5 separate regions of the Mus musculus genome follow, and all the other regions are linked to region 5. A link is a contact called in public Hi-C data. All regions are on one chromosome and are shown on one strand. The core of a region is the stretch at or near the end of the contact, and the rest is flanking DNA. Distances in the headings are between cores, read along the strand shown.

Region 1 (4,819 bases), core at 1,858-4,357, 550 kb after region 5:
CAGTCCTGTGAAACTTTGTCTTTTAAAAAATTCTCCCCTTCCGAGTTAAGATTCCAAAGAATTATTGCCTTCATTATCAGCAGCTGGTGAAGCTGCCAATTCAATTATCCCCCATAGTGGACAGTGGTGGCCGATAGGAACTAAAGCAATGAATGATCCAGAATCATTTATGCGTGTCCCCTAAGTACTTTGTTCTTGCATTTGAATATGAAGCCATACAGCAGGTAATTTAAAATGAACATTTAAAGAAACTGGCCGTGAAAGACAGCAAGGCAACTATGTGAACATTTGATTCCTTCTCAAAGAAAGCTAGGATTATCACCCTGAAGATAAAACATTACCTTATGTGGGAGTAATGTTTTATTTTTCTTTTAATTTTGTCCATCTCAGGAAATATGAAAAGACAGTATGAAGAAGGGTCAAGACAATGAAAGTGAGCTGAAAGACAAGCAGGCAGTCGGGAAAGACTGCTCAGTGGTTAACAGTATTTTCACTCACAGAGGACTCTGGTTTGGTCCCAAACACCTGAATTGAATGGTTAACAACCACCTGTAATTCCAGCACCATCCTTCTATGGGTCCTGCCTGAGTTTCTGCCTCCAGGTTCCTATTTTGGGATCCTACCCTGACTTCCCTCAATGGTGGACTGTGGCCTGGAAGTTTACTCAGAAGTATAAGCTGAAATAAACCTTTTCTTTCCCCAAGATTGATTTTGGGGATGATGTTTTACCACAACAGTAGAGATGCTAACTAAGACAGTGTACTTGTCTTTCACTGGAGGAAGATACTCACCAAGAGGCTGAATTTCCGTATATTTTTCGTTTCAGTGTCAGTTGTAGATAATATTTTGGCTCTGGCAAGATCCAGGTCCTGCCCCTCGACATGGTCTCTCTGTTCATGTACTGCGTGGTCCTCTGCATATATTTTCTCTTATTCATCTCAAAGCCTCCATAGGAAACTCACAGCGAGTCTATGTGGTATGAATGAGAACAACCATATGCTCTGGTACTTGAGTACTGTGTCTACAGATGGTGGTATTATTTTGGGAAGTCTAGGAGGAGTGGCCTTGTTGGAGGAAGTACGTCATCAGGGGCAGCCTTTGGGGAGGAAGTATGTCACCAGGGGCAGCCTTTGAAAGTTGAAAGAATGACACCATCTCAGGTTTTCCTTCTCTGCTTCTTGTTTGTGGTTAAGGTATGAGCTCTTGAGCCAGCTGCAGTCACCTTGCCTGCCTGCCACCATGGCCACACTCCATCATGGATACTTAATGCTCAAGAATCATAAACCAAAATGAACTTTTTTTTGTAAGTTGTCTTGCTAATGATGTTTCAATCACGGCAATAGACAAGTAATGAGTACAGACTGTGAAAACTTAAAACTCAGAAAGTAAAAAGGAGTCACCAAAGACCTCAGGATTAGGAGTAACCAATGTGGCGAACAGCATCAGTCAATCTGCCTCTTGCCCATTCTCTTCGTTGCAGTATAGTGAACAGAAGCAATGAGAGCTCTCCCTGCTCAAAAGGAATAGGTTCATTGCTGCATTAAACACAACAGTGGCCCTCGAGACATGGCTCAGCAATGTGAGCACTTGCTACTTTTGCAGTGGCTCAGAGTTCATTCCCCAGAACCTACATGGGGGTTCACCACTCACTTGTTGTAACTTCAGCTCCAGGAGAATGAATGCCCTCTTGTGGACTCCATAAGCACTTCACTCGTGCACACACATGCACACACTCCACACATGTATACACATATTTTAAAATAAAGCAAAATCTTTTCTTTAAAGAAGGAAAAGGAATCCACAACACAAAGGTGGGAAACAAAGTCCCAACTCCCTCTGGTGAGTTTCCTTGACAATCTTAATTATCAGGTCATGCCTCTCAACATTAAAAACAAACCCACCAGAACAAAGAAGCAAAGCTAAGGCTGAGTCTCAAGCATCCTTCTTGAGGGATGTACGTCATCAAGCCTCTGCAGCTTCCCTTCCCTGTTTTATTATGGAGTGCTCTCTGCTATACCTGTGAAAATGGTCAACTTCCAATTTATTTTTCATTACAGTCAAGCTGTGATAGCGTGCACCGTGGAAATCTATCCCCTCATCAGAAGGTACCTGAGGACCTACTCTGTGTTAACCGTTGCTGTATAAACTCAGGATGAGCTAGTAAAGAAAGAAGACGCTGTGTCTGTGTTCGTGATGTTCATTTTCTTGTGGTGAAAGAGGCAAGCAATCCGAATTCTCTGAGCCAAGCCATTATCATCTGTTTAATAGAATTAATCCACGAGCCATAAACATTCTTAACCCGATGACATTCTGGAACGAGAAGAATTTCCTGCCTCTCATGGATATTGTTCTTCTATCAATGCCATGGAAACATTAAGATGCTCTGGTAAAATGATGTGTCGATATAAAAAAGTAAAGTTTGAGACATGCTTCTGCTAAGGGACATGACCTAAAACTTTCCATGCTTATAAAAAGCGGCGACTCTGTTTCTGATGAAGATAGATAGAGTGCCTTTCTCTCTCTGCTTTCTAATCATTTTCCCTAAACTGGCATACTTCACCCTGTGTCACCCACTTGATGCAGTGATAAACAGAACCCAGGACATTTTAAGTCCAAGTTTTTCTGTAACTTTCCCAAGCACTAGGTGGTTTCTTTCAGTGCAGTAACTGCGGTGACAGCCGTTTCTGCCATCATCAAACCCCAGATGTAACCTGACCCAGAGCTTAACATCACCCTGTTTATTGGGGCTGGATTTGATTTGTGACCTTGTGTTTACAAATTTGACATGTGATTTTGGCCTACTGTCGAGTACAGCCCTTCATCTGGTCCTAGAAATGATCTTTTTCCTCATTTTTTGGCTCATTGAGCTGTTCTGACTACGTTTGGAAGGGGAGTTTCAGTGTTTTGCGTCTGTGTGCTTGGCTGGAGTGTAGACAGTTTGACCATGGTCCTAGTCTCTAAGGAACTTGGAACATGGCCCAAGAGGTTGCTTGATGTACACAAGCATAATAACTTGGATCGGAAGGGACTACAGAGGCCACCTACACCCTACACCAACAGATGCAGGAACTCCAGTGCCAAGAGGGGTCAAGCAGCTAACTCAAGATCTTGGAATGAACTGATGGCAGAGGCTGGGCCAGGGTCCAGGTCTCTTCCCAGGGTCGCTGTCTTCCCATGACCACAGCCTCTCTCTAATCTTTGGCACACCCTCATCTTAACCTAATAAATAGGATGGATGGTCTTAAACTTTGGACAAGGTCAGTCATCATGGGAATTAGCTAGTAACTATTGCCTTTTGTGGTTAGAGCAAACATCTGGCCAGAGACTAGGGCCTGAGGAGAGGAAAATAATGATGCAAAGCAAGAACATAACTGAGCAATGCAGAAGTGAATATTGGCAAAATCACTAAAGGGACTAAAGAGCCAACTGATGGAACTGTTCCTATATCTTTGGGTGGCTTGTAAGCAACTGGTCTCTTGGGTGAGCATTTTATGGTTACTTGTGTGTGTGTGTGTGTGTTCCAAGAAGAAAGACCACAACTTAAAAGGCCAGAAAACTTTCCATCATTTGTATTCTTATTTATTACCTAAAGGAAAGGGGTGTTGTCAGGGTTTGCAGAAAGAGTGTTCATACCACCCTTACTCATGATGAGTAAGGTGCTAGCCTGACTGGGGTGAAGGATGTCCAGGCAGCTGGCAAAGCATTCTTGAGGTGCTTGTGTCTGAGGGTGTTTCTCAAAGGTGCCCAGACTGGGGTTGGTAGACTGAGGCACAAAGCTCCACCCTAGCTGATGTAGGCAGATCTCATCAATGTTCTAAGGAGCTGAAGAGGACAAACAGTAGAGCAGAGAGTAATTGGCTCCTCACCTGTAGCTGCTGAGGTAGTTATCTTCTCTCCTAGCCTTGGATATGAAGGGCTCGGATCTCAGACTCTGAGATTTAACTCCCAGGATCTCTGTCTTTTATCCTAAAACAGGATTATACCATTGCTCTTTCTGGGTTTCCAGATTGCAGCCAGTACATGGGGAGACTCTGCCTCTGTGGCTTTAAGAGTTTAATCTCAAAGTAAACCCAGTTTGCAGGTATATAATTATACCTCTCTCTACATAAGCTCTGTATCAATCTAGCCATCTCTGTCTGTTCATTTGCATATGTTCTTTGGGTTTTGTTTCTCTGGAGAATCCTGACCAGTGCTTTCTCTCTAAGGCTGTGACTCTGCTCATATTAATACTTTATGACTTTGGCAATGATCGACTGCTGATGTAGATATCTAGGGATTGAGGCATGGCTTAGTTGGTAGAGTGTCTGCAGGGTTCAATCCCTGGCACTCATAGATTGACCTGGTGATGATCCTAGGACTTGGGAGGTTGGATACAAGAATCAAGAATTCTAGAGCAGCCTCAGCTACATAATGACGGAAGTCAGCAGGCCTATATGGGACCTATATAAACAAACAACAACAGCAACTGTGTGTGTGTGTTTGTATGTGTGTGCGTGTGTCTTCTGGTTGTTTTATTTATGAGTAAATCATGTCCCTACACTATTTTTCTCTCTCCCCATCTACCATCATAATATCATCATTTTCCACTTACTAAAACTTTCATTTTGAATCATTTTTAATAACATCAAATTTATGGAGTCATATTAAATTAAAATTTCTCCTTGTGTGAAATATTTAATTTCAATTTTATGTCAAATACTTTGATAGCAGAAGTCCAAAAGGTACATGAAAATTATTAATTTCTCTGTCTTCTATGTCCTGAAGATACTGGGTTTTCTGCAGCTTAGCTCATAGTCCATGTACTAGTATGTTCTAACTT
Region 2 (5,236 bases), core at 2,488-4,987, 970 kb after region 5:
CACTCGAACTCTTAGGATATGGATGCAGGCTTTCTGTGACACATCGTCGTTCACATTCTTGCCTGGTACTCCCTGGGAAAGAGGCAGGGAAAAACCATGAAACTGAATCACCCAGTGCAAACTCCCATCTTAGTTGGAAAGCTGTCTCCGTTCTCCTCGTAGGCAATATAAACATTTACAATACACACCTGTGCGATACTTTCCCGGAGTGCACAGAACCAGGGCAAAGGGAAGTGAGACTGCTCTGATTTTTCACTCCTCCATTCAGGAACAAAGGGAGAGATTCTCTGAGGGGCAGCAAAAGTAGGGGATCATATTGCAAGCGTCTGCCTTGCCAGGCTCCCCCATCTTTGAAGCTGGACAGACTCTCCTCTCGGGTTGCAGAGGCCCAGATGTCTGATTTTGAAAGGAGGCTTTGTGTTGCCATAATGAGGCTACACACTGTAGGCTTTTTATTTAACATGTGATGCAGTTCCCCATCAAATCACAGTAGATTTACCCAAAAGGGAATACATTAACAAGATGATCCATCGAAAGGGGCCAGGCTTTAGTGTAAGACACCCGAGCTTAGCACTTTAAAATATCATCTCCTTCTACAGTCTCAGGCCCTCCATCCTCCCACCCTACCCCCCACCGAGGCATGTGCACACACATAGGCACACATATACACTGACACCAACACAAATACCACCAAAAATAAGACCCTAGCAAGGAATCAGACAAATTTGAGGATGGGACTTGGTCCTACCATCTGCAGTGGTCTGAGTCACTTGCAGGGATGTGCTGGCTCCTTATAAGTTGTGACCTTGGACAACTAATTTCACCAGTATGAATCTCAGAGTTTATCAGCAGAAAACAAACTTCAAACTCTGGAGAGGTCAGAGGTGTAGCTCAGCAAGGACTTGCCCTACTGTGTGCAAGGATGGATTTCAGCTCTCCAACACCTCTCACAAGCAAACAAACCCAGTCCGGTCATCCAGATTGTAGTAAGAAATTGAAAAAAAAATCGATGATTTAACGCATTAGCTATTATTGATTAAAGTTTAGCAGATAATAAATTCTCTATTAGAGCATTCAATTTCTCTTTTCTCCTTTTTGGGGGGATTTGGGGTAGGAGTAGATTTTATGAACTGTGTGCAGCCAGTGGTGACCTTGAACTTGTGCCTCTCCCTCCAAGCACTGAATTGTGCACAACTGCCCAGTTTTCTATTGTTAAAGGATTCCCTAAATCGCTTTTTCTGGAAGGAAGATAATGACTGAAGAGCCACTCCCTCCTGGTCTTCAGCTGGCTCAGCCTTCTCGAGCAGCTGCGGAAGACATTCCCACCAAGAGCAATTTAGAAACCAGACCAAGTGAAGATGGTCTTTGTGCATCTGGACAAGTTGCAGTCTCTGAAGAAGTCCTTTCAGAAGTCAGGGCCACAGGAATGTGTAAAACTGCTCCCTCCTCTGTGACCAACAGGAAGAAACAGCATTGGCCTCCCTTCCCCCACTACAGCTCAGCCTATCCCTCCGTTCTTCTGTGGGCTGAAGCCTTAAACAGCCGCCTCTTCAAAGGCTGTTCTTGAACAAAGAAACTCTAGAGGAGTTCTCTGTAGTGTGACTTGTCCAGGAAGTAAAGGGTGTGTCGGAAGAAGGTGTTTCTCCAGCGGGAGAGATGATAGCTCTGTCAGGAAAGCATTTGCCTTGCAAGCAGGAGGACCCGAGTTCAATCTTCACACCCCACATAAAAATGGCTGTTCATGGTGGCACTCGCTCATAATCCCAGGGCTGACGAGGCATAGACAAGCAGATCTCTGAGCTAAGTTTGAGCCAGACCTCTAGGATTTAGGACCTACTACTCAACAGTCTTGGCATTGCCCATTGCTGGATCTTGGTTTCTCCTTTTACAACAACGGCAGCTTGCTTGCGTTCAACTATAGTTAAGAATACTATCAAATAGGACCGTTCGTCTCTGATTACGAACCGCAGTTCTGCAGGCTGGTGAAGTGGCTCACCAGATACAATACTTGCTTAACATATCAGAAGCCCTGGATTTGAGCTCCAGAACCACTTAGAACCCGGCACGGTGTTGCATGCCTTTAATCCTAGCACTTGGGAACTGGGGTCTGGAGGATCGGGCATATACGGTTATTCTGGGCTGGGTAGCAAGTTCAAGCTCAGCACTGCAGATCTGGCCGGTGAACAGTGAGACTCAAATGGTTGCAACGTCTGTAACATCCTTCCTGGTTTTCATCACGACATCTGTAAATCATGCTATATAATCCCAGGCTGGAACGTTGACTTTTAGTTCTACGCGTTGCCCCTTTCCTATATATTTAAACAGCTGTAAGTGTCAAACTTTTCGGGTAGTCCTTTCTCTAGCACAGGACTCTGGGCAAGCAGTAAGAAGTGCTATAAATCCTTGGGGTTTATATTTATTGGAAGCCTTTTAGGCTATTCCAGGAGACCCTGTGATTTCCTGTGGAGGACAGGTGGATTTTCTGTTTCTATACAAAACCAGAGGCGCCTCGTAATTACGTTGACACGGACCTGCAGCGCCACCTGTTGGCCGATGTCTTGACAATCACCACTCGGCACAAAATTATCAGGGGAATAAAATTTTTATTTCCAAAGAAGCAGCCAAAGTGGGAAGATGCTGGAAGGCCACAGTTAAATGTCTCTTTCTTGTACCGGAGAAAGAGACTCTTGCCTCTCTGAAATTTTTGGAGCTTCTTAATTCTAGTTGGGCAAGAAGCAACAGTTGTCTACTTAAATGATAGGGTGATCTTACCGGGGCTATTTAAACATTTAAAGTTTACATATTTCAATTTATAGCATTTTAGAAGTAGAGATGAAAGTAAGGATCCGTTTCTGTTGATTTTTAAGCAGTTGTTCTGATGCTGTCCTTGCTGGCTTTTCTGCTGTTGTCAAAAACACCGGGACCGGAAACAATCTGGGGATGAAATGGTTTATTTCATCTTCTGCTTTCAGTCTTTGTCTGTCACTGAGGGAAGTCAAGGCAGGAGCTAGAGGCAGGAACTGAAGCAGAGACCATGGAGGAGCGCTCCCTGGCAGGCCTCCCCTATGCTTAGCTATCTTTCTTATACAGGCCAGGTCTACCTGCCTAGGAGTCCTGTACCCACGCTCAGCTGGGACCGCTTGCATCAAGTACTAAGTGATTTTGTTGTTGTTGTTTTGTTTTGTTTTTGTTTTTGATTTTCGAGACAGAGTTTCTCTGTGTAGCTCTGGCTGTCCTGGAACTCACTTTGTAGACCAGGCTGACCTTGAACTCAGAAATCCGCCTGCCTCTGCCTCCCAAGTGCTGGGATTAAAGGCGTGTGCCACCACAAGTACTAAGTGATAAAAGGCGCTGTAGACAGACTCACGTGATGGAAGAAATTCCCCAGTCGAGATTCTCTCTTCCCAGACACATCTATGTCTAGCTTTATGTGGCGCTGTGTGACCTATGCTCACAAATGCTGTCAAAGACCACAGTTTTGCTGGCCCTTCCTCTCCTGTCACAGAAGTTTGTTCGTTTCTCCTCTGCTGAGCTTCTTGTTTCGGGTTTGGATTTTTTAGGTTTTGGTTTTGCTTTTTTGTTTCTAGGTTTTTGTTGTTGTTGTTGTTGCTTTTGTTGTTTTGCTTTTTGTTTGTTTTGTGTTTTGGTCATGTGGAAACATTCTCTTGAGAACTGTGATTCGGGAAGAGCTCTGACTCATGCCTGGGAGTCTCTAAAGAGGCAAATTGCTCACTTGGAAGAACAAGGAGCCAATGAGGACCTGCCTCTCAGGCCGCCTCTCGGCTGCTTCTCTACCCTGGCCTCATCCTTTACAAAGGGATATAAAGTTAATTCAGATGAGCTCTGAGAAGACAGTCAATGGCCGTTCTCCTCAGTGATGAGAGCGCAGGGGTCTGAGCGCCCATAAAGACCATAGACAGAAGTCAGGGAACGCGCAGGGATGGTTCCACTGATTAATGAGAGTCCCAAATTCAAAGACAGACATATGCTTCTCCTTTAAAAAATGATAAATGAACATTCAAGGCCACCTTGGATTATACAAACAATTAAACAAACTCCAAACTGCAAGAAGGAGTTGATACTGTGAGTGTACAGAGACTCTCCAGTCTGCCTCCCCATTCTATCTGTGCCTACCTAGAAGGTTCCTCAGGGATGTGTGGTCCTCCCTCCCTCCCTTCCCTCCCTCCCTGCCTCCTTCCCTCCATCCCTCCCTCCCTCCCTCTCCTTCAGCACAACCCCCCCCCTCACTTCCCCATTATCTCAGCACATTGCATTTGCAAGTGGCCCCTACTCACTTGCTTCCTTGAGAATCCAGTTTTGTATACGGCCACTGGCATTTTAGAAATACAGATCCTGTCATTTCTCTGCTTAAAGCCACCAAGAAGGAACAAAACTCAACCTTCTTAGCACAGCATATCAAACTTTCCAGTTTGGCTCAGATTTCCTGCCCAGGTTTCTCTTCTGGCTCTGGCTCCACCACTCCAGGGCTAGGCGCTCTCTGACACGCACTGGTTGTCTTTGAGCGCTCTGTCTATATTTAAAGTCTGTTTCTGCAGCTGGCTGTGTCCTCCACTCCCATCTCTGGGTAAATTCTCCTTGACCCTTCAAGGTGCATTCCCGCTATCTCTGCTCCTCAGGAGCCTTCCCCAGAGCTAGCCTACAGGATGTGATTGCCCCTTGTTATCGCCTGTACATATTATACCATGAAATTCATTGTGTTATACCACTGGCTGATGAATCTTCCTCAATAGATCATGGGCTCTCTAACGTAAAAATCTCTGATAGATCCTGCTAAGGGCTTTAATTATCATGCGTTGTTCTAGAATAGTCACTGAAAATTAAACAAGAAACTGTCACTGTGCTAAAGACTAGAGATGCAAAAATTAGCCACAAAATGATTCCCACGGTCCCGTCAATCAAGGTCTAAAATGCTTGCGAACAGAGATGTGTGCTGTGTGTTCTACAAAGGCTAAATCCCACTGCAGTGCAGCAACTTCGACTGGAGAGGAACAGAATCAGCAATGAAATGCTGTATGGAATATGTGATACTTTAGGTTTCTTTCCACGTAATTATTTTATTTTATTAACACATGGTCTCAAGTAGCCCAGGCAGGCCCTGGGCTCACTATATAACTGAGGGTGGCCTTGAACTCCTGATCCTCCTGCTTCCATCTTCCAAGGGCTGGGATTATAGAACTACGTTATCCCAATGACTCAACATCTTAGTGTTTACTTA
Region 3 (5,514 bases), core at 2,834-5,333, 900 kb after region 5:
GTTTAAGGGCCTGCATTAGCACACCTGGCAATAATGATATTACTGATAAAATCCAATCAATTCACTATGGCTACACGAACGTTTATGAAGAGCAAATAATAGTTTTTGATGATTGAATAAATAAACAGTCTTGACATTGAGAAATGGTGAATGTGTAAAGAAGACAGAAAACCTGTAACTTTATTGGGAACACTTTGATATAGACCTTTTCTCCATCTCAAAACTGTTAGCAAATTTTGACATTAAAGAATCTTAAAAATATTTGCTATTTTTGCAGACCTTAGACATCTGGGGATTTCTGATTGAGATGGGGGGGGGGGGAGGAGAGTGCCCCTTTCCAGTCCAATTATATCAGACTTTAAAATGCTACTTTAAAAAATTCCAGATTTCATTTCACTTGAGTCTCCATGTTTAAGTCAAAGCAACAGTAACCAAATGGTCAAGACTCTTTTTCTTCCTATATAATATCAGACTCACAGCCTGATGTACCACTTTGCAAAGTGCTGCTAAATACAGAGGGATATTAAATTATCTAAACAGTATTACATAATTTAGTAGCATGTAATGAATACAGAATATATATTGAAACATTCATGGAGAAAAGTGTTGCCTGAAGGAGAGGGGAGAGGAAAGGTTGAAAAACAAAATTGTCAACCAGGATTAGCAGTACATACTTCAAGTTCCAGCACTTGGGAGGTCAGATGAGACAGGAGGGTTAGAAACTCACCCGACCTTGAGTACACTGTGAGCTCCAGGCCAACCTGGGTTATATGAGATCCTCTCTCAAAAATCCACAAACAAAAACAAACAAAGTGTAAAAAATGGAGTTTAGAAGACCATCATAACCAAAGCCAGTATCCTACTCTTTTTATTGACAGCCTTCATGAACTACAAATATCAATGCAGACCGATTTGAACTACAAAGGAAAGGTAATGTTGAGGGGGTTAGCCTAAGTGGATATCTGTGGACAATTGGGTTCTCTTAGTTCTGCCACAGCATCTTGAAAAGTCTGGTGTACTATTAAAGTGGGAAGAGACACCAGATCATTTCTTAGCTCTGCCACGTGTTTAGGACAAAGCTGGGAGAAATGTGTAGAGGAGAAAAGGCTATAGTATGAGTTCCCTCAAGTTACCTCTGTGGCCACCAACATGCCCTGCATGCTTCATTTTCCAGTGCAGGAAAGGACCATGGATACTTGACACTTGTGGCCTCTGAAATTCACCATGGAAGCTTTCACCTCCTGGTGCCTGTCAATGGAGATAAGGTTTCAAAGAGGTAATTAATTAAAATGAAGGCTTCAGGTAGATAGATTCCCCAATCCACTCTGCCTGGCATTCTTGTAAATAGATTGGGAAGAAGAAAGGCCACCTGATGATGTATTGTGAAAGCTGGACCAATTCAGGATGTGCTAACAGAACTGTAGGGGATGGGGGTAGGGTAAACAACAGGGATCTAGGGGATGGGATTAAGGCAATGGGGAAACTTGGGATCTAGGGAGGCCTTTATTCCGGTTTGCAGATGTTCATCTTCTCATTGGGTCCCTAGACCATTGAAAGGAGAGATGTTGTCAATATCATGTCCTCAAGGTGTGCAATAACTAATGTACTCAGGAGAACCCTACCCTTATGACCTAATCACCATTTGAAGGTCATATCTCTGGACCTGTCTGGTGCCAGACACCTTGGACAATTAGAGAACACTTTCCCCAGAGGTCCCTCCATCAGATCACTTAGCCCCACCTCTGAGGATCACAGTGAGGACCTAGCCTTCAACCTATGGATTTTGTAAAAACACAGACATTTGGTCTGCAGCAGAGATCATCTACCAGCCAAGAAGAAAAACCTCAGAGGAATCCAAAGTACACAGTGTCTCAACTTAGACTTTCAACCTCACAAATATTGAGAAAATAGAATTCCACAGTTTAATCCATATACTCTATGGTATTCTGTCATGGAAGCCCTAAGCAACTAACAGAAGGAAATAGAAAGAACTAATTTTAAACTAATAATAGCGAAGTCTCTCTGATGTCAACAACTGGTTCTTGGATACAGATAATATCTGGCTCCTGCTTCTCTTTCATGACATGTGGTGGTGTTTGGAGACACTCAGAAACTCAGTGTCTGTGTTTTTGAGTCTGGGCATGTGAGCATGGTGCCTCCCAGTGGCTAGAAGAGGGTGTTGGAAGTTAGAGCTATAATCTGTTTTAACTAGGGTTTCTACTGCTATGCAAAATACCATGACCAAAAGCAACTTGGGGAGGAAAGGGTTTATTTCATCTTAGAGCCGTAGTTCATTTTCCAAGGAAGTCAGGGCAGGAACTGGGGTAGGAATATGGAGTCAGGAACCAAAGCATAACCATGGAGGAGTGTTGCTTTCTGCATTCCTCCCTCTGACTTGTTCTTTCTTATAGCAAGAGGCCCAACAGGCCACTCCTGTGGGATTGGCTCCCTCACATTGACAATTAACTAAGACAATACCTCACACACTTGCCTATAGGTAGGCCAGTCTTATAAAGGCATTTTCTTACTTGTGATTCTCCCTGCTCAAATAATTCTAGCTGTGTCAAGTTAACATAAAACCATCCACACACAGACATTTGTGAGCTGCCCAGCATGGGTTCTGGAAACTAAACTCTGGTCCTCTAGTAGAACAGTACATGTTCTTAAGCCCAGAGCCATTTCTCCATCCCCTGAATGAAATTTTTGTGAGGTATCCATTATAATCTTCAAGGCAATTATGAGTAAAGTAGCACAAAGCTAATAAAAGCTAATTAGTGAAAGAGAATTAATAGAAGGAAATGAAATTAAAATGGTACAGGAGGAAACATCCATTTAAGTGATGAGAAGACAAAAATGAATAGCTAGTAAAACAAAATAATAATTATAACAAATTGGAGACTAAATAGAAAATAAGTGCCAGGCATAAATATTAATATGGACATTAATGTAAATATATTCAACATTCCAATCCACAAGCACAGATTGGTACCAGAAAAATGTACAAAATAAAATATTATCAACTCTACAGTATACACACACACACACACACACACACACACATATTTATATAAAACAGACATATCTTAGATTTAAATATATAAGTTAAAATGAATATAAATATAAAAAATTATTCTTCTGTATAGACCAAATGTTAGATCATAAAAGGACATATGTTAAACCCTATAAAAATGAATCAGTAATTTAGAAATGTTCCAAACCATATAAGCTATTGAATTCTAATTTCACTCATTGATGGAGAAAATTGGAAACAAATCCTAGAATCAACATTTAATTTTTTTCATCATGTGAAAATTAATATTCCTAAATTGGTAAAGGATTGAAGGAAAAATTCACAAGGGAGACAGGAAATACTTTTGAGTAAAATTGAAAGGCAGCATTCCAACACATATGAAAGGCAATTAAAACAATGCTTAGAGAGAATCGTAGTGTGAATGCATGGATTTAAAATGCAAAAAGAGGGGCTGGAGAGATGGCTTAATGGTTAACAGAACTTGCTGATCTTGCAAAGGACCAGAACCCTCGTCCAATAGCTCACAACTGCCTGTAATTCTAGTTCCAGGAGATCCAATGCCCTCTTCTGGCCTCCATGGGTACTGCACACATATGGGCACCCCAGAGCAAGATTTATAGCCAGTTCTTTAAATTCTGGATTTGACTGAGTCAAATAAAGTGAAAGAACATTAGAGGGCTATTTCTGACATCAACCTCCTGCCTTCACATGTTCATGTACACAGGCACACATACACACACGAGTCCACACAGCTGAAAACGCAAGTCTTTAACTCCACAAACTAATTTATGAGTCTTCCTTTTGCATACTATGTGATAATAGAAAGACAAGAAAATTCAGAGAAAGAGAAAGTCTTCTGGTTTGAATTAGACAGCCGAGGCCCTGCAAGGCACACCCAGTGCTGGCAAATTTATAAAGCCAAAACAAAAGGAATCCCAGTGCAGAAATGGCTGTTTGCTGGGTGAACCCACTTCCCTCCCAACTCTGCTTGGCAGATCTGTACCCTGATTATTCCATCTGGAGATAATTGTGTGACATCATCCATAAAATTAAATCATAATCAACCTAACTAGCAAACAGGCCAGCAGGCTGCTTCACAGCCACACACAGGATAAAGGAGATGATTCATCTCAATGGGAGACAAGGGGGTGGAATGAAATGTGGATGGTGCAGAGTGGGTGACCCTCAGCGTGTGCACAGGCTCGCAGCTGGCAACGTGCCCAAGCCCATGCCCGGGAATGCCAGGGCCACTGCCATGTACCTGCATTGCCCATGTGTGATGAGGAGAGGCGATCTCCTTAGAAATAGATCCATAGGTTGCATTATAGAGACGGTGCATATCCAAAAGTAAACATTCCCATTTTATGATAAATTATCCGCTATGGGAAATCACAAAGAAGGGAAAGACATATATAGTAGTATAAGGCAAAATGTCCCCTGTCAGCTCACTTTTGGAAGAGAGTGTTGCATAGTCTGTTGGTTAAGTGGGTGGAAATGAGTGAGGAGTAGTGTATTTCTGAGAAGAGTCTCCTTTGTAAGGCAATAAGGTGTGGTTCTAAATCAGTTCCTGATGCAAGAAGCAACAGAATCATTAAGACAGTCCACATTAGAGTGGGCAGAGATGGAGCTCAGTTCATAGCATGTATGCTGAATATGCTTAAAGGTCCATACCTAGTGCTTCATTACGGTGGTGGAGGCTATAAGCCCAGAACCCAGGACGTGGAGGTCGAAGGATCCGAAGTTCAAGGTTATCCTTGGCTACCCACCACCCTTCTAAATAAAAACGATGACCACTCATGCAAATATGTCTGAAGGACTCTGGGTTAATGTACACATGCGAGTTTCTTGTGGATTCACACTGTTCACAATAGCTAAGAGATGCAGTAGCAGCTTAGATGTCCATCAGAAGATAAATGATAAAGAAAATATGCTATATATTCACAATGGGACTTTTTCAAACCTCAAGAAAATTAAGTCGTGGTATTTGCAGGAAAACAGCTGGAAAGAGAGATCATTATGTCAAGAGAAATAAGACTCGGAAAGCTAAGCACAGCGTTTACTCTCCTATGGGGAATCTAGATTTACATGTGTTGGGGGTGGGAGGAGAGGGACCACATGAGACAAGGAAGAGTTCGGTGATGGAATCCATGTGTCTTGTAGGCAGGGGAGGGACTATTTGGGGCGAGGAAGGATACCAGGAAGAGAGAAGCAGAAGGGACTGGGCGAGGGGGAGGCAATGGAAAAGGAAGATGAATAAGAACAAAGTCTAATGACTCATGTATGCAAACTCCACAATGAAAACCATCACTTTGTACACTAACTTTAAAATTTGAAAGAGAGAGAGAGAGAGAGAGAGAGAGAGAGAGAGAGAGAGAGAGAGAGAGGCAGAAATAGAATAGACCAAGACAAATGCAATGCAAGGTTTGTTCCTGTTGGTTGTTCCAAGTGCTTCTGCCGTGGCTGGACAGATGAAGGGCTTCTAA
Region 4 (4,809 bases), core at 1,763-4,262, 560 kb before region 5:
GCTTATAAAGTCAAGAACATTTAAAATATATTTTAAAAATTTAATGCATTATTTTGAATTTTATATATGGAGTAGTGTTGAACTCTTTTTGTGCAAAATATAATTACAATATTGGCATTCTCAGATGGCAATGTCTAATTATAGGATGTTACTGAAGTGGAAAAAGAGAGGTGCTTACAGCACACACTTGGACACAGATTGCATCAGTGACATAGGAACACCAACTGTATTAAATAGAGGAGCCTGTGTGCGTTGGCCTGGGCTCCTGGCTGGGCTTGAGGAAGAGACCAGAGATGGTCAAGTGTGTGAAACACGCACAGAAAGGGCTGTTCTGCACGGGTCTAGAGACTGCCCATGAGATGAACATCACTTTGGTGTGTGCGCACACACATGTGTGTATACATGGGTGTGTGGGGAGGGAGGGGTTCGTTTAAGACAAAAGTTTGATTTTTTTGGTCATCGTTCATGTTTTGGTTTTGGTTTTGAGGCAAAGTCTTGCTAGGTAGCCCAGGTTGGCCCCAGGCTCATTGGCCAGGAACCCCTGCTTGTCATTCTTTATAGGGATCTGATGCCACACCCTGCTTTGTTTGTTTGCTTGTTTACTTGTTTGTTTTTGATTTTTAAATTCCATCCTTTTGCTCATGGGCTTTACATGTGAAGGCTGCTACTTCTCCTCAGGAAGGAGTTCATGGCCACAGGAGACACAGCAATCGTCTGTAAGGGTCCAGGGCCCGGCCTGAATGCACACTGGGGGTTTGCAGAGTATGGGAGGCAGCACAGCAGTGTCACTGCAGAATGTGGGCAGAGTTAGTGATTTCACTCTCTTCTCTTATGTTGACTAAGAAGTTGTAAAGACATCAACTCTTACCAAGTGTCATTTACGTTTACCATTGTCCCCTAGGAGGGCAGCATTGTTAGATTTAGGGAAAGGCTACTTATTATAAATATGAGTGAAATATCATAACAAACACACTGTTCCACCAAAATAACTTCTAAAACAACCACCGTGAAAACACGCATAAGCACCTGAACTTGAGCTGATTCTGAAAGTGTGAGATTTCACGTGCGGCTCTGCGGCTTCTGTTCCCACGCCGGTCCTCAGGCTGTATAGATGTGGGTCTGCTTAACTTTAGTGTGTGATGTTTCTACTGATGAGTAAGTTTCTAGTGATAAATCTTATAAAATTTAAACATTATTAGTAAAAAAACAAATGACAAAAGCAAACAAAGAGAAAAACTAATCTGGGCAAGGTGGCACATACCTGTAGTCCCAGCCTCAGGAGTTAGGGCAGGAGGGTCAGGAGTTCAAGGTTATCCTTGGCTACATGGAGAGTTCCAGGCCAGTCAGGGCTATCCTGGATCCTGTCTTTAGAAACTGTTCTAGTCCTTATTACTAATGAAAATTTTCTTTTTCAAAATCACCTTCAAGTTCTAAGAATAACTTCCTTTTTACTTTTGTTTTTCTGTGCATAATACTCATCTAAAGATTTAGTTGAGATTAATTCACTTGAAATTTGAGTTAATAATAAAATTTACCTTGTATATTTATGGGTTTTGCATCTGTGGCTTGAATTAGCTGAAGGTAGAAAAATATTTTTTAATTTGTCTGTTGGGGATACTATTCACCACCCCTTCCTCAGTTTCATCAAAACCAAAATCAATAATGGTTATTAGCATAACGTAAAATAGAAATTTGAGTAATGACTTTATGTTTCATAGATTGCAGATATGTCCCTAGATATTAGATGATCTTTCTCTGCTCAATTGCAGCAACTGCTGCTGTTCAATGTCAGTGAGAATTAATAGAACTGACTTATTACAGAATTCATGTTTGTAATATACTCTGGTGTATAAACATTCGGCTTCTGTATAATCTACTGATGACTTTGAGGGACTATTTATCTTTTTGTTTATATGTTTAATGTCCTCAAATGTTTCAAAAAATTTTCCCATATAAGGTACACATCAGAAATTGCTACTCCAGTGTACACTGGAGAACACACCCACCCAGACCACAGGGAATGATGGCCTGCCTTTTCTCCCATGAATCTGTGTGCAGGGAGTCCTCTCTGGATTTTTTACGGGTTGGTGCACAAAATGATTAAGACTATGTCTTTTATTGTGTAATTGGGGGGAGATTCTGTCTATCCTGTCAGAAAACAGTTCTTATGTATTATTCTGGGGTTTAGGCTTACAAGACTGGATGCTGAGAATTCCCACAGGGTAAGGAGTCACTGAGTATTCTTAATGTTGAGGATAATAGTAGAAAAATGGTGAAACACACAGTAACATTCTGAACATTCATTTCTTTGTAAAAAAAAAATAATGCTGTGATATAGCCATTAAATGTTCTCTCAACATCGGCTCTTAACAATTTATTTTAAATATTTCAGAAGTCTCCCTAGAAACAGGGTCCCCTGCCAACATCCCCCATCTCCCAGCATCTCCCTTGCTGAAATGACCAATGGCTTTAGTAAAAACTGCACAGAAACAGGAAATGTTTGCAGCTGACTTGGATTTTCACAGAACCTCCAGCCAGAGGTCAGATAATCAGATTCCTGGCTCCTTTGTCAGCTGCGCAGCTGTACCACAAACCCAGCTTCTTTCCTCCCCAGTGCCTTGTTGGAATTAACTCTTACTGTTCTTAAGTGTTTTACAGATATGAATGAAATGTGAATGACAAGCCACCCTGAATTTTTGTGTTCAGTTCCTGAGCAGGCCTTTTAGAAAATTTAAATAGCAAGCCTTTAAGGTCTCTGGGTAAAATGCCGACTCATGGAGCCCCTTGAAGCTTGAAGCCAGTCTCATCCTTAGCCACAGTTGGAGGTGCTAATAGGAAACCATTCATGGCTTTTGTTCAAGGTGGCACTGGGAGCCAGCTTCTATTTTTAGAGAAAATTCCCTCTGTGCCTCTGTTCACTGCTTGAAGGCACACTCTAGTCATTCTCTCTGGTAAGACCCTCAACCAAAGAAATCCACAGAGCTTTAGAACAACTGCAGAGAGCAGGAGGCAGCAAGGCATTTGTGAGTCACATTGCCAGGCTCTGGGCTCTGATGCTGTCCAGAGGTCATGGGAATACCAGACTCTGCTGAAAATTGACCTGGCTAGCATATTGATAATTGATGTGTAGTGTATGTATCAGAAACAATAGAATTGCACACTTTAAAAAATAGCATCCAAAATAGAGAAAACGATCATTTCAGTCCTCATCCATCTCAAAGAAATGCAGTCTGCCAATCAAGTTGACACTGTTCATGACACTTGGAGGTGTGACTTTCTACTCATTGCCAATAGCCCTTCAGGTGGAAGTGGGCCTTCCTACCCACGTCCCCTCTCCACGATGACTGAGGTTCTGTCTGGCCTGAGCCCGCAGAATCTGGAGTTCATGTAGATGTACATAATGCTTAATAACTTGTTTATCTCCACTTATTTTGGTTTTTCTTTTAGGTTAAATCTCTATAGCATGTCCTTTTATAGCTCTGTCAGAGGAATTGTTTTTTAAGTTCCCTTTTAGGAAGCAACAATTACTTTTCCTTAATATCTCTTAATGTCAATGGACTCAATTCCCCAATAAAAAGAGATAGACTAACAGACTGGCTACACAAACAGGACCCAACATTTTGCTGCTTACAAGAAACCCATCTCAGGGACAAAGACAGACACTACCTCAGAATAAAAGGCTAGAAAACAATCATTCAAGCAAATGATCTGAAGAAACAAGCTGGAGTAGCCATTCTAATATCTAATAGAACTATCTAACTTCAAACCCAAATTTATCAAAAAAGACAAGGAGGAACACTTCATACTCATCAAAGGTAAAATCTTCCAAAAGGAACTCTCAATTCTGAATATCTATGCTCCAAATGAAAGGGCAGCCACATTCATTAAAGAAATTTTAGTAAAGCTCAAAGCACACATTGCACCTCACACAATAATAGTGGGAGACTTCAAAACCACACTTTCATCAATGGACAGATTGTGGAAACAGAAACTAAACAGGGTCACAGTGAAACTACCAGAAGTTATGAAACAAATGGATTTAACAGATATCTACAGGATATTTTATCCTAAAACAAAAGGATATACCTTCTTTTCAGCACCTCACGATACCTTCTCCAAAACTGACCGTATAATTGGTCACAAAACAGGCTCAACAGATACAAAAATATTGAAATTGTCCCATGCATCCTATCAGATCACCATGGACTAAGGCTGATCTTCAATAACAACATAAATAATAGAAAGCTGACATTCACGTGGAAACTGAACAACACTCTTCTCAATGATACCTTGGTCAAGGAAGGAATAAAGAAAGAAATTAAAGACTTTTTAGAGTTTAATGAAAATGAAGCCACAACATACGCAAACTTATTGGACAAAATGAAAGCATTTCTAATAGGGAAACTCATAGCTCTGAGCGCCTCCAAAAAGAAACTAGAGAGATCACACACTAGCAGCTTGACAACACACCTAAAAGCTCTAGAAAAAAAGGAAGCAAATTCACCCAAGAGGAGTAGATGCCAGAAAATAATAAAACTCAGGGGTGAAATCAACCAAGTGGAAACAAGAACTATTCAAAGAATCAACCAAAGGAGGAGCTGGTTCTTTGAGAAAATCAACAAGATAGATAAACCCTTAGCCAAACTCACTAGAGGGCATAGAGACAGCATCTTAAGTAACAAAATCAGAAATGAAAAGGGAGACATAACAACAGATCCTGAGGAAATCCAAAACACAATCAGATCCTTCTACAAAAGGCTGCACTCAACAAAACTCGAAAACCTGGATGAAATGGACAACTTTCTATTC
Region 5 (4,792 bases), core at 42-2,541:
TTCCTCAGTGCCTTCTTCCCATTAGATAAACTCCACTTATTGAATCATTAAGTTTCAGAGAGCTTAGGAAAGACGGCCAGGTGCTCCAGGCCTGGGCTTTCAGCTGAGCCCTAAAACAAGTGACTTACATAGAAGATGACACTGAGATACAGCTTTGTCAGTTTGGTGCTTCATGAGTGAAGCTCTAGCTTCAGCCCTCAGCACCACATAAACCAGGCACGAGGGTGAAAGCTTGTAGCCCAGTACTCAGGGTGGCGGAGGTAGGAGGGTCAGGAGTTCATGACCAGCTTTGACTATGGCTATGTAGGGAGTTTAAGGCCATCTTGAGCTACATGAGACCTAGCCTCTGAAAAAACCAAAACCAAGACCAAGACCAAGAGCAAGACCAAGACCAAGACCAAGACCAAGACCAAGACCAAGACCAAGACCAAAACCAAAACCAAAACCAAAACCAAAACCAAAACCAAACCAAGACCAAGACCAAGACCAAGACCAAAACAAAAGCAAAAACCAAAACCAAAACAAAAACCAAACCAAACCAAACCAAACCAAACAAGCCTAAATAAATTTGATTGAAATATCCTAGAAAAGGCTTCATAATCAAAACTCCAATAAGGACAATATCAATGGACACAGTAACATGGAAGGGAGAGTTTTCAGTGGATCTCACCCCTAGAACTGCAGCTACTAATTACTATTAAGAGGAGAATAGCCACTCCCAGGGATGAGGCCTCTCATTGATTGTCTAATACAGAGTGGTCAGCTCAAAAAAATATACATATTATATGTTTAATATTATTAATATATTTGCATATAATATGTATGTGCAATAGTAATCAAAGAACAGGGCTATCACCTGGAAAGGGGTGGACTGAGAGACGTGTGAAGGAGGGTAGGGAAGGGAAGTTAGAAGTAATGTGATTTTATTTCAATCAGAAACATATTTTAAAACAAGTAACATAAGATAACAAGATGCTTGTGTACTGACCAGCATAGCAGACACCCTCAGAAAAGATGTGATATCATCCAGAAAGAGAATCTGAATTGTTTGTCCTGGTGCTGCATTTATAACTTCTAATCTGACAAAGAGTGGCCACAAGTCTTGTTCACTCTCTAGTACGTAACACGAAATGCCGTTTTCAGAGGATCCATCTCCACTCAATGCAGGATGCTTTCTGTTGACTGTACATGGTACTTAACAAAGACGTCTCACACCAGTGCCCCAAGACAAGTCTGTAATAGCCACCACTTCTGTTTCCAAGCTGCAGACGGTAGGGGTAGACAGAAGTCTGCGTGTGACAGAGCTGAGGGCCTCTTCTCAACCACACGCTTCGCTCTTGGAACAAGGCCAGCTAGGGGCTGTCTGGATTCTCTGTGAGCCGGCTCCAAACTGACATATTTATTATCAAGGAGGGAAAGTCGCCTGATGCTGGATCACTGATGTTTGCCTTGCAGTGTTTTCTTGCAGAAAATTGCAAGAAAGTGATTGAACCGATCTTGGCAAGGAAACCGCAGAGAAATCTGCCCTTTTTTAAGGGCAACGTCTTCAAAACATCCTTGAAGATTGGGAAAATGGGCTATTTCCTTTTTACTCTGTTTTTATAAGATGAATGATATATCAGGAAAATAAATAATGACAGCGTAGGAGGGGTCAGTGGTACTTTTATTTCAGAGACTGGAGAATTCTCATAAAATGTTTTAGCTGTCCTTGTTTAGGATGTTGGGGATTTATTTATAAATGACTATTTGGCCCAATGCTAATAAAATATCTGCATTCTGTTGGTGCAACATACAAATTGTGTGTGTGTGTGTGTGTGTGTGTGTGTGTGTGTGTGTGTGTGTGTGGAGTGTGGGTACAGATGGAGCTCTAGGCGCAACTGCATTTCTTCACAGGAATGTGTTTTGCTATCTGCCTCTCGCCTCCGTCCTAGTGAGCAGCGTTATTAACATCTCTTCAAACTTTTGAAGTGAGCACGCGTGCACACTTAACAGAAATTAGAGGAACTTGGACGGAGCCATGCTTCTTAGCTCTTCTTGGTAATGAAGAGGCACATCCTTAATTAAGAACAATTGAGACGAGTGAAAAGTGTAACCATTTAACGGTATTTTGCAGTGTGGGCTCTGCACCACTTTGGTCAAAGGGATTAAGATACTGTTTGTCTATAAGAACTATAAGTCAGATGCTTAGAAAATTTTCAAGGTAAAATAACTTACAATTTATTGAATTCCAATAGCATCTTGTCCCTGTTGAACTGGTTACGATCCATGGTGCAGGAACTCATTTCTGGTACAGGTGGGCAATACAGAGACTGTGAACCTTCACAGCTTTTGCTGGGATAGATTCTTCTCCCAGCCTCTGATTGCTAGACCTGGAACTTCTGATCATCTTCTATTGAAAGATGGCATTATATTCGGCTCCTTTAGTTTTTTCTTCTTCTTCCCCCCCCCTTCTATCTTACTGAAAAAAAAAAGAAGCTATATAAACCTGGATGGGGCCAGAGAGATGGCTCAGTGGTTAAGACCACTTACTTTCCAGAGAACTCAGGATTGATGTTCACCACGCACACGATGGCTCACACCTCCTGTAGCTCTAGGTGTAGAGGGCAGGGTGAAGGACTTGGTTTTGCAGATGGTGGTCTGTAGGTTCTACTACAGCTTTGGTAATATTGGAAATCTGGGGAAGATCTCATTTGAAATTGTCAAATGTTGCCATACATACTTGGGTTATAATAAAGGTCCTACCTCTTCCTAGCAGCCCCCACTCCCAAGGTTTCGGTCTCTGCAGCAGAAGGGAGTATTGACTGACACTGTGTCCCACTAAATCACAAGTGGATGGCTCTGGGTTGCTGTCTGGGATCTCAAATACCTTCCCTCAGTGTTAAGTTGAATTTTCAGCAAGAGGAGGTGGATGAGAGAGACTTGTTAGAGTCTCAGCTTTCAGCTCTTAACCATAACACATTTAGGGCATTGGCAAATTGACTGCTTTGCATCTTGTTTTGAGTATGAGGAGACATGAATAAAAATGTTGCATAGTCAGTGACTAATGTGATCTAAGTCTTACAGAAAACGCCAGGTAAGCATAATGCTAGAGCGGCCATGTTCAGGAGTGAGTGGTCAATTGGGAGTTTTACTAGATATGGGTTTTGGTGCTTTTCTTTGAAAGGAAAATAAAATTCCTTAGTTATCTAGTATCTATCATATCATCTATTTTTCATCTCTTATCTCTTTATTCAACTATTTTTATGATCCATATATCCATTTGTCTATTTATCTATCATCTACTTATTTATGTATCACTTATCAGTCTGTCTGTCTGTCTGTCTACCTTCTTATCACCTCTTATCTATCGTCCTTCATCTATTTATCTATTATTAATGTATATGTCTATATATCACACATTTAGCAACCATATGTTTATCAGCTCTAGTTATCATTCATATGTTTATTTTTCTCTCATCTATCAGTCTATCATCTATCTATCTGTTTCATCTGTTTGTCCATCTGTCTATATGTCTACCTTCCTATCATCTTTTATCTTATTGTCTCTATTAATTATGTATATGTTAATAATCATTCATCTATCATCTGTATGTTTAGTTCTCATTCATATGTTTATTTCCTATCCTCTACCAATCGGTCTTTCTATCATTTATCTCTCTGTCATCTATCAATTTTGTGGTTCTGGGGGGTCAACCTGTGAACCTCATGCATGTTCTGCAAACATCTTACCACATAACTACATCCCGAGAGCTCTACCCCAATGGATTCTGAAGGCAGAGAGACAGGAGGTAGGTCTCTTCAGGCAAATGGGCCCTTGGGTAACCCTTATACACAGGGCAGGGCAGGCACACAATGACACTCTGAACTTTGGGGAGAACCTGAAGATGTGTGTCAGTCTTTCCACAGCTTGGAAATGGAGTCAGTCTTCCCATAGTGTAGGAGATGATGTCAGTCTTCCCACACTGTAGGAGATGATTTCAGTCTTCCCACACTGAAGGAGATGGTGTCAGTCTTCCCACACTGAAGGAGATGATGTCAGTCTTCCCACACTGAAGGAGATGATGTCAGTCTTCCCACACTGAAGGAGATGATGTCAGTCTTCCCACACTGAAGGAGATGATGTCAGTCTTCTCACACTGAAGGAGATGATGTCAGTCTTCTCACACTGTAGGAGATGATGTCAGTCTTCTCACACTGAAGGAGATAATGTCAGTCTTCCCACACTGCAGGAGATGATGTCAGTCTTCCCACACTGTAGGATATGATGTCAGTCTTCCCACACTGAAGGAGATGATGTCAGTCTTCCCACACTGAAGGAGATGATGTCAGTCTTCCCACACTGAAGGAGATGATGTCAGTCTTCCCACACTGAAGGAGATGATGTCAGTCTTCTCACACTGTAGGAGATGATGTCAGTCTTCCCATACTGCAGGAGATGATGTCAGTCTTCTCACACTGTAGGATATGATGTCAGTCTTCTCACACTGTAGGAGATGATGTCAGTCTTCTCACACTACAGGAGATGATGTCAGTCTTCTCACACTGTAGGAGATGATGTTAGTCTTCCCACACTGAAGGAGATGATGTTAGTCTTCCCACACTGCAGGAGGAAACTGTGCTCCCACAAGGTCATCTTGTTTGCAGAGTACCCTGTGTTCTAAGCTTTCTCTGCTTGTATAGTATCTTATCTACCAAGATCTGAGCAACTCTCTGCATTTGCACACTTATTCCATGCCTTAATTAAGGCTAACCATTGTTGTATCCTACTTTAGTAAAAGTAGTAAGAATAACT

What was found. Hi-C and Micro-C count contacts between places; a contact is called where the count stands out from the background.
Region 1: a Hi-C map of uterus shows a contact between it and region 5, with 4 times the contacts expected there. The contact joins two enhancer-like sites. A contact is called at or near these places in 5 of 484 Hi-C or Micro-C datasets (neurons and uterus).
Region 2: a contact with region 5 is called in a Hi-C map of uterus, with 7 times the contacts expected there. The contact joins two enhancer-like sites. A contact is called at or near these places in 4 of 484 Hi-C or Micro-C datasets (the N1E-115 cell line, epidermal suprabasal cells, nephron progenitors and 1 more) and 1 of 115 datasets of contacts at active chromatin or transcription factors (embryonic stem cells).
Region 3: a contact with region 5 is called in a Hi-C map of the N1E-115 cell line, with 9 times the contacts expected there. The contact joins two enhancer-like sites. A contact is called at or near these places in 2 of 484 Hi-C or Micro-C datasets (the N1E-115 cell line and cortical neurons).
Region 4: a contact with region 5 is called in a Hi-C map of the N1E-115 cell line, with 4 times the contacts expected there. The contact joins two enhancer-like sites. A contact is called at or near these places in 1 of 484 Hi-C or Micro-C datasets (the N1E-115 cell line) and 1 of 115 datasets of contacts at active chromatin or transcription factors (T-cell acute lymphoblastic leukemia).

Annotation. Positions count from the first base shown.
Region 1 is chr9:116,845,864-116,850,682 of GRCm38.p6, reverse strand. The region is part of intron 4 of Rbms3 (RNA binding motif, single stranded interacting protein); the gene reads left to right. Among named protein-coding and RNA genes, the nearest start is that of Gm39449, 320 kb to the right of the region's middle. Within about 2 kb of position 3,107, at least 37 of the 459 cell types and tissues checked have an H3K27ac peak or open chromatin away from gene starts, as enhancers often do. A contact at or near this core is called in uterus, where this site is marked.
Region 2 is chr9:116,423,747-116,428,982 of GRCm38.p6, reverse strand. No RefSeq gene overlaps it. Among named protein-coding and RNA genes, the nearest start is that of Gm31559, 33 kb to the right of the region's middle. Within about 2 kb of position 3,737, at least 7 of the 459 cell types and tissues checked have an H3K27ac peak or open chromatin away from gene starts, as enhancers often do. A contact at or near this core is called in uterus, where this site is marked.
Region 3 is chr9:116,488,065-116,493,578 of GRCm38.p6, reverse strand. No RefSeq gene overlaps it. Among named protein-coding and RNA genes, the nearest start is that of Gm39449, 34 kb to the left of the region's middle. Within about 2 kb of position 4,083, at least 20 of the 459 cell types and tissues checked have an H3K27ac peak or open chromatin away from gene starts, as enhancers often do. A contact at or near this core is called in the N1E-115 cell line, where this site is marked.
Region 4 is chr9:117,954,589-117,959,397 of GRCm38.p6, reverse strand. The region is part of intron 5 of Zcwpw2 (zinc finger, CW type with PWWP domain 2); the gene reads left to right. Among named protein-coding and RNA genes, the nearest start is that of Azi2, 84 kb to the left of the region's middle. Within about 2 kb of position 3,012, at least 35 of the 459 cell types and tissues checked have an H3K27ac peak or open chromatin away from gene starts, as enhancers often do. A contact at or near this core is called in the N1E-115 cell line, where this site is marked.
Region 5 is chr9:117,390,905-117,395,696 of GRCm38.p6, reverse strand. It overlaps a transcript of Rbms3 not described here. Among named protein-coding and RNA genes, the nearest start is that of Gm39451, 79 kb to the right of the region's middle. Within about 2 kb of position 1,291, at least 22 of the 459 cell types and tissues checked have an H3K27ac peak or open chromatin away from gene starts, as enhancers often do. A contact at or near this core is called in the N1E-115 cell line and uterus, where this site is marked.